2 separate regions of the Sus scrofa genome follow, and region 1 is linked to region 2. A link is a contact called in public HiChIP or PLAC-seq data. All regions are on one chromosome and are shown on one strand. The core of a region is the stretch at or near the end of the contact, and the rest is flanking DNA. Distances in the headings are between cores, read along the strand shown. Region 1 holds the start of SEPT2 (septin 2). Region 2 holds the start of PPP1R7 (protein phosphatase 1 regulatory subunit 7).

Region 1 (5,831 bases), core at 1,227-3,726, 110 kb after region 2:
CGCTCACTAGCAGCCCTGCCCAAGCCAGCGTCTTAGACGGGACTGACTGAGGGGCATGCAGTCCTTCAAGACAGGATCTCAGCCAAGCCCTCCACCGTTTGAGACGTCGGCGGTGCACCAAATTCTCAACCTCTCCCCATTTATGCTGCCAGCCAAAGCTGTCCCCTGTCCCCTTTGCATAGCTAGTCTTTTTATCTAGAACACGCCATCGTCCTGCCTCCTCCACCTTGAAACACTCTACTTCGTCTTCGAAGCCCCAGATCAAGACCTATGTTCTCTGTGACGGTCTTCCAGCAGGCGATCGCTGCCCCTCTTTCCCGTCGCCATACCTTGTACACATTTCCATTTCTGCACCTGGAAGGCTGAAGCCTGCTCCTTTACAAGGGACTCTCCCATACTAGACCACAAGCTGCTTGAGGAAAAGAAAAAAAAGTCTATGTCCTCGTTGCCTTTGCACCCCAGAACCCCTGACAGTGCCTGGCAGAAAGCAACGTCCAACACATTCTCTGGGGGAAACATCTTCTACTGCTGAAGAAGTCATGAGGCCAAAGTCAGACCACCAAAACATCAGTCAACAAAACCAAAGGAGAAAAGGACTTGAGGATTCAGAAAGAAAGTCTCCCATCAGGACACTGAGAAGCCAGCTTGGCCCCTGGAGAGGGCACTGGGACAAAGACCCAGCGGGGCCTCGGGTACCAAGGAGCGTGGGCCGACTGCATCCTAGCGTGTTCTCCTTACCTCACTGCACGTTTCCTCAGCTGATGTCCGCCTGACCAAAGAGGAGGTGAGCCCCAAACGGAGCTCGGCCCAGAGTGGAACTAAAGGCAGTGACTGGGAAGTTTAACCGTCATTGTTGCCACTGGCTTGCAAACTCTGTTCCTCGATTTTCTCCAAACCTAAACCTCTCCTGAGAGGCTGATGGTTGAGGTCTCAAATCCAGAGAGCTGGGAGTTCAAACGACTGAAGCCATTCTGAACCAAACACCTCCTCAACTAGTTTAACACCGATGCCAAGCTCCCAGTACTAAACGAAGACACCGGGTTTAGCTCGCGGGCACTTAACTGTCCAAAACGATGGCAACAGGACCTAAGCACCAGGCGCCACCCGTGTCATTAGCGCAGGTTCGCCTCTTCTGCAGGACGGCACGAGCAGCTGTCAGGATCCCGTGACGCGCCCTATCTTACAGGGTCTCAGGAAAGTTACTGCCAAGAACGCGACGGTCCGTCCTTACGCCGACACCAAGCACGGGGGGACTCAATGCCTGAGGGCGTAAGGCAGCCAGGAGGCTGAGGGCAGACACCCCAACCGCAGACCCGATGCGTGAAGGGCAAATCATCCTGTTTCTGAGGCTTCAACTCATCTATACCCCTGCAGATGTTTCATTTGACCACGAGCGCTGCGTAATCAACACGGAGGGCGACTGCTCGGCTGCTTCACAAGGTGCCCGAGCACCGCGCCAAGGCGGGCAGAGGACACCTGGCCGCCGGCCCCGAGCGCTTCATTCTTTCCGAAGACGCCCTCTCGGGATCCCTACGGCCAGAAACAGCTTCGCCCCGCAGACCCTCAAGAACCGTGCTGACTTTCAGTCGGGGGAACCCAGAGAGGCTTCCTGTACGAGGGCACTGGCGCCCAGCCTCCCAGCGAGTACGGGCCAGCTGCGGAGCCTGCAGGCCGCGAAGGGAGAAAGGACGCCCGGGGCCGGGCGGTCAGGCCCCGGCCCGGCCCTCCCGCCCCCGAGCCGCGCCGCCCGCGCGGGCTTGGAGGCGCCCCAGGCCTCACCTAGCCCAGGACGGCAGCCGCCCGCCCGCCCTCCCCCTCCGCGCAGGCCCCAGCCCCGGGCGCACGAAGGCCACGTCCCCGGGGACGGGCGCGCAACTCTATGGTCAGCGCGCCGGCCCGCCGGGCCCACGTGACGCGCGCCGGCCAATGAGGCGAGGCCCGGACCACCGAGACGACGGCCGCCCGGCGCTAGAGCAGCCCCGCCTGGCCGCAGGCCGCCCTCCGCGGCCTCGCTCCGGCGCTCCAGCTCGGTGCTGCCGCCATCTTCCTGGAGGAGAGGAGCGGAGGCCAAGGGTCCCCTCGCCGTGCTCCGTCCCAACTCTTACCGCCGCCTGCCCTCCCCGCGTCCGCCTCTCCTCACAGGTCATTTAGCTCCATCTGTAGAAACGCTCTTTTTCCCACCCCAGTTACTCACAAGGCAGAGTCACATTACCTGTTCTACTCTTGGCAGCGTAAGGAAACCCAGCTCATAAGGTAAGAACTGTGGCGAAACAGGGGCGAGCCGCCATCTTGGTAAAGGAGAAGAGGCTACGCTTGACCTCCCCCCACCCCCCAGCCTCTATATGGCCAACTGCTGTGGGAGGGGCACGGCGCCTGCGCAGAGGCGGAACCGCGGACGAGCCCGAGCCTGCGCACTCCACAGCTGGCGAATGGGGGCAGGGACGGAAGCGTTTGGCAAGGGGCGGGCCGACGTGATGACGCAATCCGACTGCGCGCGGAGCTGGGCGGGGCGCGAGCAGGCGGTGGGTGCTGGGCGGGTCCGCGGCGCGGTTGGTCGGCGCTTGTTCTTCGGTTCGTCCGCGGTGAGTATCTTGCGGTGTGTCCCTGCCGCCGCGGGCGAGCGAGGGAACCGACGCAGAGGGGCGGGGGCCAGTTGGGGAGGGGGCCCGGCCGCTCTGGGGGGCAAACGGGCGGGGCCGCTCGTGCGGTGTGGGGGAGGGGCGGCTGGCCCCGTATTCTGGGCGGTCCCCTGGCCCTCCCCGGGTCTCCGCTCCCTCCCGCTCGTCCCTGACCCTTGACCCTCCCCCGCTCTCCCCGGGGCTCTCTGCTCTGTTCGTACCCTCTCCGACTTTCCCTGGCGCTCTCCGGCGCTCCCCACCCTCTCTCTCTTTTCTCCACCCTCCCCCACTTTCCCTGGCGCTCCTGGGTCTCCTTATCCTCCCCCGTCCTCCCCGGCGCTCCCTGGTGCTCTCCGCTCACTCCCCGGCCCTACCCTGTCTTCCCAGGCCCTCTCCGGCTTTCCCTGGCGATCCCTTTCCTCTCCCCGGCTTCTCCGCCCTCCTGGTCCTCCCCAGTCTTCCTCCGCCCAGCTCAGCCCTAGGGGGTCCCGGGTCCCATACCTCCCAGGCTTTCCCCGGGCCCCCGCCCACCAGTAGTCTCGCCGCGGGCAGAGGCGGCGGGGTATGTCCCGCGAGAACCCAGATGACTGCTTGCTCACCTTGCGAGAACTCCGTGGGCCTGGGGCTGCTGGTCGTGGTTCGGGAGGGAAAGTGCAGGTCGGCCGCGATTTCGGCATGTGGCCATCAGGTTGTCTCCCTGACACGAGCCACTGCGCCCCTCCAGCTCCCGGCCGAGGGTAAGCCTCAAGGAGTTCTCGCCGCTTGGCCGCAGATACCGCGGGAGGAGAGGAGGCCCCGGGCCTGCGTGGGCCAAAAGAGGCGGGATGGAGGTCGGGCGGCCCCCCATTTCCGGGGAGGCCTGAGATGAGGCCGACTCTCAAGGGGCCCACGGGACCCACACGACCCGGCCGCCTCTTGCCTTTCCGGCCGCAGTTTTCGTCAGTACCTCCCCTGTCTTAGCGTCTTTTCCCCACACGTGCACCGGGGACCACCTGTGCGGAATTCGTAGGTGGACTGCTGTGGTCCTCCTCACCTGGGCCTTGGTCCAGGGCCTCCTGTCTGACCCAGTTCCCTCCCCCTCTTTTCTGGTACCTGCTCTGTTACTCAGACTCTCCCTGATGAGATTTCTTCCCCTGAAGTGGGTGTTGGCCTGAGGTCAGCCTCTCATCCTGCGTGGTACCTGTCCTGGGAGGGGCATGGCGCTATCCTTTACTGGTCCAGCTCGGTGACCAGCACAACTCAGATCATTGTAATAGGTCAAGATGACCTAAATGCTCCAAATCCGTCTTACCATCGTGAGGAGAGATGGTTAGGGGTTCGGGGTCATGTGATTTGAGGTTCATCGTTTTTGTTGTTGGTAGCTCCCACCCAGGCTTTCTTTGCTCCACCTAGCATCCTGACTCCCAGCTAATCAGGGCAGTGATCTCCTGTGCTCTCACAGGTTGTCCTGATATTTTTCGTTTTTCATCTTGTTCTCTCACTGAGCTCTGCAGCCCAGGGTAAAGAACAAGGGCTTGTCCATCAGATCGCAGTTGCATCCTGACCGCTCCTGAACTGGCATACAGCCCTCCCTGGGGGGATGGATGGCACGAGCCTCCCTGTCATTTTTCATAAATGTTGTTGAGGTCTGTTTTTATACCTAACTCAAAAGGCAGAAACTCCTGGAAAAGGAGAAGGTGTGTTCTTTCCTCCTGAGAGAAGGGTCATCCAAACTCAGGAGGCAGCAGAACTGCGGTGAAGGCAGTTGAACAGTCTTATTGTCCCACGTTGTGCTCCCGTGGTCGTCGTCATCACAACAGAAAATGCATTTGATTGTGGGCTGCCGGGCGAAGCCGCTGAGAGCCGTCATGGTTTCCTGTACGTGAACCTCAGGTCCAGGCTCTGGATAAGGGACCTTCGAGGGCCTGCGTTGCAGGGTCATTTTGTGGATCGGGATAAGGTACAGAAGTCCGTAGTGACAAGGCGGTGGATGTGGCTGATGTACATAGACGCGCTGGCAGGGCAAGGTTATGTTGACAAGGGTCCAGTTTTATCCCCTTGTTCTTTGTCTCTTTTGTTTTAGAAAAGTTGATTTCTTCTGTGAGGTTTGGGGGTGCAAGTATTGCTCTTGGAAGAAAGAAGCAATGGTCCAAGAAAGAAAGCCTTTTTATTTTATTTTTATTTATTTTGTCTTTTTAGGGCTACATCTGCATCATATGGAAGTGCCTAGGCTAGGGGTCAAATCAGAGCTGCAGCCGTCAGCCTACACCACAGCTCTAGCAACACCGGACCCAAGCCGTGTCTGCAACCTACACCACAGCTCAGGTCAATGCCAGCTCCTTAACCCACTGAGTGAGGCCAGGGATCGAACCTGAATTCTTATGGATACTAGTCGTATTCGTTACCACTGAGCCAGGACAGGAACTCTGAGGAAAAAAACCTTTAAGCAGTTTATAGTATCTAGAATGAGTACAATCTACATTTTTTCATTTCACCAAATTTCTGAGGTTTGGGGGATTTGATTGATCTGCAGCCAAGGTTTAAATTAATCACAGTGCTTGACGTTTTGTGTTGCTGGACTAAAAAGCCTTCCTGCCTAAAAACCAGGCACTTCAGAGGTTCAGCATTCCTCTCTCAACTTTTGTTTCGCTGTAGTTAATAACTTAAACTGTTGGAAAACTGTAAAAGGTACAAATTATCCTTCAAGGGAAAATAGTCAGTGTGAAAGAAGTGGAACGTGGCAAGAGGAACTTGGTAAAATTCAGGCGCATTTGAAATAGGTGTCTTGAGAACTCCCATTCTGTTCCCACAGTACTATTCTCCATTTCCCGCCCGGGGCCTCTAGGCAGGTCTTGGGTCCAAAGAACCCGATAGAGAGGAGCGGGCGTCCCCCTCTCCCCTGTGGAACATCCTCGGCCCTGCCCAACCTGCGGAACTGGGCAAGGGGTGACCGCCGGGCGCCAGGAGCAGCTCGGCTCAGTGCGGAGCGGGTCTGCGGCTTGGAAGTCAGACACACGTGGTAGCTGGGAGGCTGGAGCCTGCTTGGCCTTCCTGACCTCAGGCTCTTCACCGCCAGGTGCCACGAAGTCATTTTCTCCAGCCTGGTGAGAAAAATCCGTTTCATTGAGGATTAGGGCTGGGCTTGGGCTACATTCAAACACTAATTTAGGAAAATAAAAGTGGTTAGACTCCTTTAAGGCCTGTTTTCTTTCTCAATCTGTTCCTGTGCTTGTT
Region 2 (6,395 bases), core at 3,375-5,874:
GGCTTCCCCAGGGGCCGGGGCTGCCCAGCTTCCAGCAGGCACCTGCTGCCTCCCAGGGGCCCCTCCAACGAGGAGCCACCAGGCAGAGCAACACCGTCCCCCCACCCCACCCCACCCCCTGCTGGCTATGGGCCCTGCAGCCATCAGCTGACTCAGAGAAGGAACGAGGGTGGGGGGCAGCGGCACCCCCATTTCTCAGCCCACTCCGGCCCCTCGTCTGCCTCCAGGAGGAAAGCACGAGCCTCAGCACATCCGTCAGCACATTTAGAAGCAAACACACAGGACCGCGTCGGCTTTGCTGCAGCCCTGCCAGCAGTGCGGAGCCTCAGGCCCGAGCTAGAATCCCGGCCCTGAGCTAGAATCCCGGCCCTGAGCTAGAATCCCGGCCCTGAGCTAGAATCCCGGCCCTGAGCCAGAATCCTGGCCCGGGAACCTGCAGGCCAAAAAGAGAGTTTCACACCCGTGAATCTCAGCAGCACAAATGCAGCAGGAGGGGGGTCCCACAGGCACCACCCACACGAAGACTCTTCTCGGCAAGGGCAGAGCAAGCAGAGGGAGCCCAGCAGGCCCAGCCTCCCCACACAACGCGCCTGCTCGCCCCGGCGACACGCGGGGCTGTTACCCGAGAGTGCCATCCTGCTCTGGCAGAGCTTCGACAGCCCATTCCTCCTGCTCAGGTGTCTGCGGGCCGCGGACAGGGACTTGCTGGGCTCAGAGGTGGTCTGCGCAGCCAGGTCCTCCGGGGGTGCCGGCACGGAGAGGCCGCCCGGGCGCCTGTGGTCCTCCTCCAGGGCTGGGGAGCTTCTGTCCTCCATCAGGAGCTGGGGGGACAGCCGTCCAGCCGAAAACGAGGCGCACCGATCAGCGTCTGCGATGCAGGAGCAAAGGCCGTTGAGCAACTAACCCCGCTTGAGGCTGAGTTAAGCTCAGGCCACAAAGACCTCCTGGGTCAGAGCCCACAGCGCAGGCCCTCCTGCCGACCAGAGAAGGGCAGGTGGGGACAAAGAAGGGAATCGGGGAGCCAGAAGCGAGCGGGATGGAGCCGAGGAGGAGGCGTGGGCTGCAGGTCAGGAAGAAAGCATCGGAGGCCACAAGGACCCGCTCAGCCTCGGCCTTCCCCAGACCTGGGGGTCAGGCCAGCTGCACCCAGAATCATACACAGAGCCTCCGACAAAAGATGCCTGGGCTGAGTCAGGAGGGGGCCCGGCACTGCGGGGCTGTTTTGGTTTCTGACTTTTTACTGTTACACACCTGCGGATTCGCATGCAGACATAAGAAAACCACACAGAAGAGCTCCACGTGTTCTTGGCCAAGTCTCCCAACAGTGACGCCTCACACCAGGACACAGATCCACTGCTGGGAGGCCCAGGCCAGGAGCCTTGGTGGAGGTGGCCAGGGCCATGTGCCCACAGAGCCCGCCCCCCCGCTCCAGAGCACCCCAGAGCTCCCGGCCCCCCTCTTGGGCCCACACAGTCTTCTTCCTGTCATCGGTTCTCGCCCACAGACCCAGGGAATGGCCAAGGAGCAGCTCTGGCTCCAACGATGAGAAGGCAGAGGTCAACCAAACTTCCTGGCAGGCGGGGCTGCCCGCCCAGCATGGCACAGACCTGGTGGCTGGCCCTTCCCATGCCAGCCCATTCCAGCACAGAACCCAGCGGAGGCCGGCCCAACAGTCTGGGCCTGGCTTCAAAGTCGTTTCAAAGACGCATCAGGACAGGAGGACAGTCAGGGCCTTTCACAGTTACCGGTTTGTGGGCCGGACTCGTGATTCTGCATATGCAGCGACAACAAGACAGGGTCTCTGGTTCGTTTAGGAGAAAACTGTAAAGGCTTTCCGTACGGCCCGGGCGGGAGTTCTCTTAAACAAGATACCAAAAGCTCTGGCTGTAAGAAAGGTAAATCTAATGTGAAAGCTGAAAACACCTGTTCCCAAGAAATACCACAGAGAAGATGAAACGTCATAATTTGGAAAAAATATTTGACACGTACATAAGCAGAGAGTTAATATTCAGGATAGTTTAAAAGGTAAACAATTTCAAATATAAAAAAATTTTAAGACACACACAGCCTAGTAGCAAAACAGAAAAAAGAGAGAGAGAGGCCTGGATTAAGAGGGCAAAGTGGAAGGAAGGATCTGAGCCCCCCTCCACCCAAGGCGCCCCAGTTACCCCCTTACAGAGCAGCCACCTCGGGAAAGAGCTGGAACACCTGCCACAACTGAAAACACAAAGAAGGAACCACAACCACGCAGAGGAGGAGGGGCAGAGATTCAGCGCCGTCAGGACCCCACCCCTAGATCAGGGACCCAAAATTGGGTGGAATTTCACAACAGCAGAGGTTCTCCCCCGGAGTAAGGGGTCCACGTCCCCCATCGGGCTGCCCAGCCTCGGGGTCCTGAACCAGCAAGACAAGCCCCCAAGCGTGTCTGGCTTGAAAACCAGCAGGCTTTACGTCCCGCACAACTGGAGGGTCGCAGGAAACGGCGACCCTGCTCTCGTGGCCGTGCACCTCATCTCACTCGCTCTGAAATCCAGCACCAAGGCGGTGGTTTCAAAGGAGCCTCGGTCAACCCACTCGTTGATCCTAGAGAGCCTCCCGGAAAGGCAGCTGGGATTCGCCCCCGCTGGGACCCTGGCTGCAACCATTTCTGCAACCTTGCTCCACAGTGCTGACACCAGGGCTGGCAGGCACCATTCTGGAAGCCTCCCCCGGTCTCTAAGCACCCAGGGTTGGGCCCAGCCCACCAATGTGCCCACAGTAACCTCACCAGGCTGGGCCTCCCAGCCAGCTGGGCTGGGGCCAGTTCCACATACCAGCAATGCTGGGCCTCAGCTCCACCTCGACGCAAGAGCACACACAGCCCACATAGGGAACAGCCTGAAGCATCTGGCTCTGGGGGCCGCAGAGGAGCGCGCTGCTGAGCCCACAGAACCCCTCCGACAAAAGCCCACTGCCCCAGGGCTGAGGGGCATAACCAAACGACCTCATACAAAGAGATAACCACAGAGATTAGGCAAAATGAGAAGATGGCGGAAAATGTTCCAAATGAAAGAGCAAGAACCAAACTAAGCGAAGACAAGTCATCTAAGCGATAGGAGAGCCCAAGGTAACGATCACAGATGTCAGGAGAACAGGTGAGCGCCGTGAGAACGTCCAGAGTTACAAGGCACACGGAAGAAGCAATGAGAACGAAAGAATACAGCAACTGAAAAATACACTAGAAGGGATCAACGGTAGGAACTCTCTGGTGGTCTAGCCAGTTAAGGATGCGGCGTTGTCACTGCCCGGAATCGGGTTCGACCCCTGACCCGGGAACTTCCGCGTGCGGTGCGCGCGGCCAGAAAGAAAAAAAAGGCGCGGGTGAGCAGGTTGAAGACAAAGGCCAGAGAGGTAGCGGGCTCACGCTTTCACCCCGCGCTGCGCGGAAGAGCTCCGTGCCGCGCGTTCTCCCGGGGCCCACCTTCCAGCGGGGACGAGGGCACCCAGCCCCTCCGAGGGTGAGGATAGTGCGGGGGGCGTGTGGCCCCAGGACCTGCCGCGGCGCGGATGGCGGCAAACGGCCGCAAGGCGGCAAGCGGGCCTCCAGCCGGCCGGACCGCACGGAGGGAAGGCGGGCGGCGCGGGGCGCGGGCCGGCTCTCAGCGCACGCTTCTCACCGAAGGCCGGAGAGTCACCCGCCGAGTTCGCTTCACCCGCCAAGAAGGAACCGATCCGCGCCTCCTGCCCCGCCAGCCAATGGCAGGGCGGCCGGCGCCAAACGGCAGTCCCCACGGGCCAACCCCTGGCGCCGGTGGGCGGGACCCAGCGAGCGAGCCGAGACGCGCGCGACAACGGTTGCTAGGGACGCACCGGAGGCCTACGGCGCCTCGGAGGAGCCAAAGGGGCTGCGCCTCCACCTGCGCAGTCCGCGGACGCCGTGCTTCTGGCCTCAGGATTGAGGCGGTGAACAGAGCGGAGCTTGCCTCCCACAGGCGTCGGCCTGAAGGCAGGGCGCGCAAGGCGGCTCCTTCACGGCCCATGCTGCCTGCGGGGCCGGGGACTGACGGCGCTGTGGGGCCCGCAGTGGCTGGGTCGGCGTCCCGGGCCCCGACCTGCTCTCCAACCCCGCGTGCGGAAGGTCCCGGCTCCGGAACGAGTACAGGCGCACTGAGCTGTGCGTTAGCTGGAAGCGGCCCCTTCACACGGGCCAACTCCGCGCAGCGACGTTGGGACAAAGTCTGCCCATTGTGCAGACGCAGCCACTGAGACCCAGCGGGGCCGGTTCGCACTCGATTGACCCTCACTTTGCAGCCCCACGCAGGGACCCGCCCCTCCGTATCCAGCCACCAGCCCACGAGCGCGGATCGCCTCCCAGACTCCTCCCGCTCGCCTGCAGGCTCAGCTCCATGCGTCCGGCCCCGACTGCACCTGCCTTTTTCCCGCTCCTCGCTTCCAGAGCCTCCCCGGCACTAATCAGCTGCCTGCCGGGAGGTGAGGCTGGCTGCGGGGGGGCTGAGGATGGGCGCGGCCTCGCAGGAGGACTACAACTCCCATGAGACTCTGGGGCCGCGCAAAGCGCGTGGGACTCCATTGGCTGGGAAAGCTCTGAGCTGGGAGCCCTGATTGGCTGAGGGGCCTGAGGCGACAGATTCCGGAAAGGGGGAGAGCAGCGAACATGGCGGCGGAGCGCGGCACGGGCCAGCAACAGTCGCAGGAGATGATGGAGGGTGAGTGGCCTCGCGGGGCGGCGACCGAAGGGCCCAGCGGGTGGGGGCGGCGGCCCGTACCGGACTTGCCCGAGAGAAACGGGGCGGCGCGCTTCCGGCCGCGGCTTGGGCCCCGCAGCGCGCGCCGTCTGACATCTGCCAGCCGGCAGGGCGGGGGCGGCCCCGGACCTGGGGACCCCGGGCAGAGGCGTAGCGGGCGGCTGGGGAAGTGCCCAACCCAGAGCCAGGGGCGAGAGGCGGGGCGAGCCGGGCGCGTGGGAGGGGACTGAGGGCGCGGTGGTCCCGCAGCCCCGGCGTCGGCCAGCCCGAGGGAGCCTCCCACCGGATCTCTTGAGCCTGACTCGCGAGCCAGGTCCCCCGGCAGCTGACGATGAAACCGGGCACGGGGCTCCCTGGGACCTGCCCGAGTCAGCGTGGCGGGGCTGGAGGAGGGTCCTCGACAGCCCGTGGGTTGTGGGGAAGGGGTGACAAGGAGCCAAGAGTCGAGTTTTAGAATCGACAGCTTTCTGTTTCCAAAGCTATCATAGTTCAAAAAAAACCTACATTTCAACTTTTTTGCTTTGTTGAAAAAAATTATTTGCGTATTGTGTATGCATGTAATTACCTACACACACTTAACCCCGACCCGGAGAGTCAGCGGTGTCTTTGGGTGCTTACACACGGGCGTCCGCAGCTTTCCCAAGAGCAGCCGCTGTCTCGTGTGTGAGGTGCTAGCTAGGGAAGGAAGGGTGGGGAGCCGAGGGGAAAACAGGAAGGCTTGGCATGCTTGGGAGTGGAGGCTGCACAACCAAGGCCCGCTCTTCGCTGAACCTAGAAGGCTAACTGCAAGTCAGCCAGGTTGTGGATAGGCTGCGGGACAGATCATAGATCCTTTCAGGTGAGGGAAGCCGCTTGGATGAGGGCAAGAGGGTGTGAGAGAATGTGACCCGTTTGGAGGAGCGCACAGTCATATTGAGTGGGGGAGGGTGCCAGCGACGCTGGCCAGAGCCGTCCTGGAAGGGGGCACACGTGAAAGGTCATGGACTTTGAGGCGTTTAGATCTTTTGAGGCAAGGAAGCACCGCTTCTCATCCCCCTTCTTCCCACCTCCCACCTCCCTGGGCTTCCTCTTCACCTGTTTCCTTGTCTTGGTAAATGGCAAATGGCAACCCTAGCAGTTCTCTCTCTCCTGCTCCCACCCATGCGATTAATCACCTCCTTAATGTCTCCAAATGTTCACTACCGCTCCCATTCCTACGGCCCATACCTTGAGCCCGTCCCAAGTCTCCTTGTGTGCTGATCTGCTGTCCCTTGCCCTGCCCCTCAGGATAGTCCCAAGGTTCACTTTGGCTGCCCTTCATTTGCTAAGCCCCGCCCGCCCTGGGCTCAGCCACGCCAGACCATCGTCCAGGAGAACTTGCTGCCCCTTAGCCTTGACCACAGAGTGCCCTGTGCCTGCTAACAGCTAACCTATTAAATGTCTACACGTGTGTCTTGCACATGTTTCGTGCCTGATAGCAGCTCCGAAATGCAAGGGCTGTACCACCTCCTTCTACAGACAAGGGGACTGAAGAAGGAGAAGGAAAAAAGACGCCAAAGCCATGTCTGCCGGGCAAGATGCAAACGCAGGAAGAGCCCTGGCACTCCAGAAATTGTTGGAGTCAAAGATCAGATTTGGATTTTAGAATCAGAGCATTCTCTAGCAATGGAG

What was found. HiChIP or PLAC-seq counts read pairs in DNA pulled down with a chosen protein or histone mark.
Region 1: an H3K27ac HiChIP or PLAC-seq map of alveolar macrophages shows a contact between it and region 2. The contact joins the promoter of SEPT2 here to the promoter of PPP1R7 in region 2. A contact is called at or near these places in 1 of 5 promoter capture datasets (fetal liver), 5 of 47 Hi-C or Micro-C datasets (heart right ventricle, liver, retroperitoneal adipose tissue and 1 more) and 1 of 2 datasets of contacts at active chromatin or transcription factors (alveolar macrophages).

Annotation. Positions count from the first base shown.
Region 1 is chr15:140,021,906-140,027,736 of Sscrofa11.1, forward strand. It overlaps SEPT2 (septin 2), which reads left to right and starts at 2,477. Exons shown (of 13, transcript NM_001243793.1): 1 at 2,477-2,582. It overlaps HDLBP (vigilin), which reads right to left and starts at 3,431. Exons shown (of 28, transcript XM_021075261.1): 1 at 3,218-3,431.
Region 2 is chr15:139,913,385-139,919,779 of Sscrofa11.1, forward strand. PPP1R7 (protein phosphatase 1 regulatory subunit 7) reads left to right here and starts at 4,625. Exons shown (of 10, transcript NM_001243902.1): 1 at 4,625-4,706. The coding sequence starts at 4,655. PASK (PAS domain-containing serine/threonine-protein kinase) reads right to left here and starts at 2,117. Exons shown (of 18, transcript XM_021075709.1): 1 at 1,746-2,117; 2 at 623-868. The coding sequence starts at 1,962.